2 separate regions of the Capra hircus genome follow, and region 1 is linked to region 2. The links are chromatin contacts, called in public Hi-C maps. All regions are on one chromosome and are shown on one strand. The core of a region is the stretch at or near the end of the contact, and the rest is flanking DNA. Distances in the headings are between cores, read along the strand shown.

The links. Hi-C and Micro-C count contacts between places; a contact is called where the count stands out from the background.
Region 1: a Hi-C map of blood shows a contact between it and region 2, with 5 times the contacts expected there. The contact joins the enhancer-like site here to the promoter of RGS16 in region 2. A contact is called at or near these places in 2 of 5 Hi-C or Micro-C datasets (blood and liver).

The regions. Positions count from the first base shown.
Region 1 is chr16:62,458,117-62,461,611 of ARS1.2, reverse strand. No RefSeq gene overlaps it. Among named protein-coding and RNA genes, the nearest start is that of NPL, 12 kb to the left of the region's middle. Within about 2 kb of position 2,076, at least 1 of the 5 cell types and tissues checked has an H3K27ac peak or open chromatin away from gene starts, as enhancers often do.
Region 2 is chr16:62,279,691-62,282,856 of ARS1.2, reverse strand. It overlaps RGS16 (regulator of G-protein signaling 16), which reads left to right and starts at 1,561. Exons shown (of 5, transcript XM_005690948.3): 1 at 1,561-1,884; 2 at 2,778-2,888. The coding sequence starts at 1,841.

The DNA.
Region 1 (3,495 bases), core at 827-3,326, 180 kb before region 2:
TCTTTTGATGAATCCTTTCTGGACTGAAAGTTTCTGGGAATATCAGTAAACAATAATAATATTAGCTAATCCTTTCCTTCTCCCATTTCCTCATCCTCCTTTCCCCTTAATCTATGCAGATGAAACCTTTAATTTTAAATCTTGTTTAATCCTTGCCTCTTAATATTAAAAAAAGGATGTATAGAAACACAAAAGCTAGACATGAAAAATTATGTCCCCCACTCCCCCCCGGCAAATTGTAGTCTTTTGTGCTTTAATGATAAAGACGACTATAAGAAGATGCATATTCAGTGGGCTTGACTTTCTGATATGTAGAGGATACTTAAAAATGTGGTTCAAATTTAGTTTGTAAGTATGTTCTCCCTCATGAATAAAAAAGTTCTATGCTTCTTTTCACATTTGAGATGAAGATGGAGCAGTTAGGAGAAATATATTTTGACTCTTTTATGAGGAAAATTTATTATGTGTCCCTTTTGAAAGAAAGGAAATTCACTGAGGTAAGGTCAATTTAATATATTTTTACCCAAGACTGGTTTGATTCTGGGTAAGGCCTGAATTTAGATGCTAACCGTTCAACCTCTAAAGCTTAGGTCCCCTCTGTCAGCTGGTAGCAGGGGTAGGAGCCCAGATGGTCTCTGGAGGGAGACTCAGGGAGGTTTCGCTGGCCCTGTCCCTCCTCCTCCTCTGCACCCAAGCTGTCAGGGTATCATTAGCCTAGACCAGCACTCTCGGATTCCAGCTTTCAGTGGTATTTCCACTGAATCCATCGGCCAAGTTCTTCTGGGTCTACTGGAAAGCTCCCATAAGTTATTCCAGAATCTCACTCTTTATTCCTGTGCCCATTTCTCAGGTCAGTTTGGCTTGTTATAACTAGATTATGTTAGCTCTGAAAGACATACCTACAGTCTACATTTGTAAAGGTGGGCCAAGCAGGTAAAAAACCACGCAAAACGCAGAGCAGTGTTCAGTTCTTCCATCTGTATTAAAAGAAGTAAAGATGTGTGCAGGGATATGCCTATATACGCGAATAGGTTATCTGGAAGGATAACAGTGATGTTCAGAATATTTATGTGGCTCGGCATTGACAAACAGGATGGCTGCTGGCCTTCAAGCTGGAAGGATGCTGGAGACCCCCTGGAATCTAAGCTTTAACCCATTAATGATTGGTTGAAATTCTGGGCAGGCAGCACTTTATGGGCTTGAAGCAGTAGCTACTTATCAACCTGAAAGGAAATATTTAAGAAATTTAACAACTCGCTAGTTGTTTTATACTAGTATATGACAGTAGCTATCAGTCATTTCTCCTGGCAATAGGGATTGAGGAAGGGAGGGACTTATTTTTCAACATGCCTTTTAGGGCTGTTTGAAGTTTTTGTTTCTTTTTTCCACTGAACCATGCACTTGTGGATAGAATTTCATTTTGTTTAGTTCAGGAGAGAAGTCCTGTTTTAAATTTGGTTGAGTATTCCTGTCTGGTCGTCTGACTTCCAGGATGTGCGCAGCCTCGGGGCCATCTTCTTTGGCAGCATCTTCCCGGAAGCTCCTGCATCCAGAGCTTTGCAGCAGCCCGCTCCGTGTCTGGCTGAACTCCTGCTCACCACCACCCAGTCTCCACCCCCACCCCCAAAGTTGTGTCTGAATCTCCTCTTGTTACTTATCTTGGACATCCTATAGCTCTGCCTATCAGACCCATTACTAACTAGTGCACATACCACTCTGCTTAATCTTGTGGCCAGAAAATAAGGGGTTTTTTTGGTGTTCACATAACTTTTGTGCATGTAGAAGGGGATGAGAGAGGATGAGATGGTTGGATGGCATCACCAACGCGATGGACATGAGTTTGAGTAGGCTCCCAGAGTTGGTGATGAACAGAGAACCCTGGCGCACTGCAGCCCATGGGGTCGCAAAGAGTCGGACACGACTGAGCGACTGAACTGAACTGAACCTCTGTTTCCTGCAGTTTTACCTACGCATCAGCGCTGCTGGTAACGGTTATTGTCTTAGTGGTGAGAACTCCCGTTGCACTGGCTGTGCTTCCACCCGCCTGCGGAGTGGGCAGCCCTCCCTCCACGTCTCCCCCAGTGTTCCTGGGAGGCAGGTGGTACCGCTGGTGTTCCCTCCCGTCTTTTCCTGTTAGTCTTCCAGCTCCTTGTTGGTGTCCCCTGCCATGAGGCCACTGGGGGGCAGTGTCTCCCCTCAGCCACTGTCACAGCGCTCTCAGCCAAAGTTGCTCTCTTGGTGCCTAAAGACACAGAAAAGCCCCTTCTTCTTGGCCAGTTTTTCACCCTTGTCTCAAAGTGACATGACTTGTATCCAGCGCCTCACCGACGCTACCCTCTCTGCCTGCAGGCTCTCTGTCCACAGGCTCAGAAATGAGTCTATAGAGCTTAGGCAGGGAGCCAAGGTCAGAGAGAAGACATTTTTTTCTTTCCCATGCCCCATTCTGCACCCCAGGACTGTTCCTTCCTATCATTCCTTTGTCGCAAGCACCTTCAAGCCATCCCTTCCCTTCGGTCTAATCAGCTCCTAACCAGGCCAACTGCTCCCTTAGATTTATCAGACAAAGTTGACTCCTAGTGGTGGGCAACACTGGCCTCAGGCTGACAGCCTGGCCACACACTTTCGAGTCACACTTATCTCCCTGTGTGGTAGTTATCTTTCAGGCTTTCTGCTTCCTCCATCAAACTGTGGGTTCCTACAGTGGGAGTCCCCAGCTCTGGGTGGTAGAGTGGTAGTCACCCTTGTCTCTCCAGCACCCAGGCCTTGCCCGTTACACGGCAGACCTTGATGAATGCTTTTGAGAGAAAAATCGAATTGCTGTTTAGCACAGGTACGCAAAAGGAAACAGTTCATCTTTCCCAAAGGGATACTCAGGCAACCCACGAAGAGGGAGGAAAACTCTTCTTAAAGGGTGTCCTCTGCACAGGCATGGAGAACAAGCTTGTGGACCCAGCGGGGCCGAACTGAGAGTAGCGTTGAAACATATACATTGCCTAGTGTGAAATAGACAGCTGCTGGGAAGCTGCTCTATAACACAGGGAGCTCAGCCCAGTGCTCTGTGACAACCTAGAGGGTGGGATGGGATGAGGGATGGAAGGGAGGTTCAAGAGGGAGGGGACATATGTATACTTATGGCTGATTCACACGGTTGTATGGCAGAAACCAACGCAACTGTGTAATCATCCTCCAATTAAAAATAATTTTAAAAAGGGGGGAGTCATCTATCCTGCAAAGTAGCCGTTCAAAGCTCTTTAGGCTCCTGGGGTCCTCAGGCGGAGAAGATCCAGGGTTAGAGCAGCACTTGGGGGAGGCTTAAGCTGATCTTGTTTTAAGAAAATAACATGTCACAGCTGTGTGACTAGTTGCATTCTGTACCTGCCGATCCAGAAAACAAAGACAAAAACAGAAATGGATACAGTATGGCAAAGCATACTGATCAAAAGGGGGAAAAGCAAATGACACACAGGGACAGAGTATTTTATTTGCATCATCCCT
Region 2 (3,166 bases), core at 312-2,811:
TTGTGAAATTAACACCTAAACTCCCAGAGTCACAGAAAACGTGCTATTGAGCCTTATCCTTTTTGTCTAGCAACCCTTGTATCCCTACTAAGTAAATCTGAGAGTGAAGGCTGACTAAGTGCTGACTACGAGTTGAACGCTGTCCCAAGCACCTTCTGGGTGTGGTCACAGGTGCTGCGTCTCCCAGATTTCCTTCTGGGACCAGATCCCCATTCCCCAGGGTGCTGGCTGCTGCAGGCTCACAGCTGTCTCTCTCAGTTGCTGCCTTGACAGAGGGAATTGCCTGGTTTTAAATGAGGTAGTCCAACGAACCGGTGACATGGGGTGCAAAGGCCCGTCCCCTTGCTTCAGTGGGGGACTGCTCAGAAGGGCCATCCCACTCCAGAGCACCCCCTGGGACCCATTTCGGCATTTGCTTCCTCCCTCTGCCCGGCCCTGTTTCCCTCCCACCCTCTTAGTTCCCAGAACTCTCCCCAGTGAGTCTCTGCCTCAGAGGAACCGAGTTTCCTGTTTCCTAGGGAATTCAAACTAAGAATTAAATGTATTTAGTCCTCACAACAACTTTATGAAATAAGTGCATGATTGATTTATTCTAGAGACAGAGGCATGGAATGGTTAAGAAGCTTGCCTAAGGTCTCCCATCAGTAAATGCAGGAGCCCAGGTTTGAAACTGAAAAATCTAGATCTTACACTCAGGTGCAGCCTGCTTTGCATTGCACTGCAGGTGGATGCTTCAACACTGAGCCACCGGGGAAGCCCTCACGTGCAGCCTCTTAGTAGCAATCCCAAAGGGAAGTATCAGGAAACGGGGAGACTGGGGAGAGAGGCAGGGTATTTATTACCTGTATCTCAGAGATGAAGATGCTGAACTAGCTAACAACTGCTTAAAGGCAGGATCACTCATTAGTTACTGAAGTGTTGGGATTTGAAGAGGACCAGCAGAAAAAGTATGGTAAGTTCATATTTGAATTCCGGCAGAATACTCATTGTGTGACTTTGAGCAAATTATTCAACCTGAGTCTTAGTAACAAGCACATAGTAGATGCTCAATAAAGCCAGCACCCACCTCCCCGCCCCCGCCCCCCACCCCCACCCGCACTTTTTGTCTGCTGTTTCTAACTCTGTTCTTGGGCAAGTCTTTTTAACGTTCTGACTCATGTTTCTTCATCTATAAAATGAGGTGATGATGACGAAGGGCTTACTTGGTTGACCCAAGACCATCTGGGTAAGAACACAGTAAGTGGAAGTTATCAGTATAATCATGGGGCTGTGCTGTCGGGCTTGCACCGTGTGCTCGGGTCGTTAGGGTCGAACAGGCTCAGGCTTGAGCTGTGATCGACACCAGGTGTACCTCCCCTATCCACCACCCCTACGCAAATTCTCCTGGCATCGCTGAGTTGGTTTCCTGCTTTTACTAGCGGCCGGCGGTTTGTTTTTTTCCCCCCTACTAAACTGGGTGCGCGCGTCTTATCTCCGTGTGACTTCTCTGCAGCTTCTCCCTCCCTACGCCGGCGGCCGCTCGGAGGAGGGGGCAGCCCCGTGAGCACCCCCGCGGGGCGAAGGTTGCACCCGGCGAGAGCGCATCCTGGGCCCGGTGCGCCGCCCGGTCGAACTCCAGGCCCCGCCTGCTCCTTCGCCCGCGCTGAGTACCGCTCTCCGATTGGTTGGCGGCGCGCAGCCTCTCCGCCCCCTACAAGGGAATAAAAGCCGCTGGCTCCGCGAATCCCGTATAGTAAACCCAGACAGGCGCTGGCCGCCGTTCTTCTGTCTTCGCGTTCTGCGGTGCCCGCTGGAGCCTGCTACCATCGTCCCCAAGACGTGCTGCCCTGCATCCGTAGCCATGTGTCGAACCCTGGCCGCCTTCCCCACCTCCTGCCTGGAGAGGTAAGAGCAGCTTGTCCAGATGCCTGGGGGAAGAAGAACAAGTCCCACCAACCTTAGGGAGTGAAGCGGCGGGCTTGCAGACCTGTGTGGTCTGGAGAACAGGATGAAAGTGACTTCAGAGGCAGAGGTCAACTTGGTTCCACGTTCTCAGATGCCTCTGTTAGATTCTCAGGGAAGGACGGGTGACGGGAACCGAGAAGGCAAAGCGAAGGGAGGCAGGGGGACCACTGTTTACTGCCATTCCCCATCATTCCTCTGACAAGTGGTGGTTCTACTCAGGTGACCTACTGCAGGAAGACTGCGGTGGTATCGCCAGGCAAAACTGAGTCTTCCCCAGTTTCTTAAGCACTTGGTTTTCATTCTAAGTTATAGATCTAAGGGCATGGCCTCCTCTGATCCTGGAAATACAGGGAACTGTTTTTCAGGCCCTCAGTGAGGGATGTCCCCACTTCCCAGGGTGCTACACACCCACTCCAATCTTTGCTGGAGCTGGTGGCTGGGAAGGAAAAAGTAAAGATGAAGGCAGAAATCAGCTTCCACACAGCTCCGAAAATATTTGTGACAAGCCTAGAGAGTACTGAATTGCCTTCTGCTAAATCAACAGGCACAAAAAGTGTGACTTAAGTGGGGAAAAAGCCTATGTTTGCTATACTGCAAACCCCCAAACTGAAAGACAGTCCAGTCACGGCTCAGATATTGCATTCATTGTTTCTGGGCTCATGATACTGATGAGAGAGGTGAAGCGTAAGCCCTGGGGACAGCTGTGGGTTCCCAGAAACCCTCAGGCTTGGAATTTGGGTGGCACAAACCTGTACTCTTCTGGGACTTCATGGATCTCTCTGCCCTGGCTGAGCAAGGGGAGAATCCTCACGAGCTCATGCTTTGCCTTCCAGAGCCAAAGAATTCAAGACACGGCTGGGAATCTTTCTTCATAAGTCAGAACTGGGCTCTGATACTGGGAGTGTTGGCAAGTTCGAGTGGGGCAGTAAACACAGCAAAGAGGGGTAAGTCCCGCCAACCAGCCTGGAGCCCCTAGAGGGAAGGAGCCAGATTTAGGAAGGGAGCCCTGAGAAGGAAAACACTAGGAGAAATTAGGACATACCATCGCGGACCTTGGTGACCTCTTCCTAGAGATTGTAATGGAACTTCTTGCTGGTCTGCTATGGCTGTCTGGCTCATGGGTGACTGGGTGGATGGCTCCAGCCTTCTAAGTCCACCAACAAATGAAGATCCCCAGGGTTGGAACGTCTAGTTACTAGATTCTCCCGTCTGGAGATGCCAT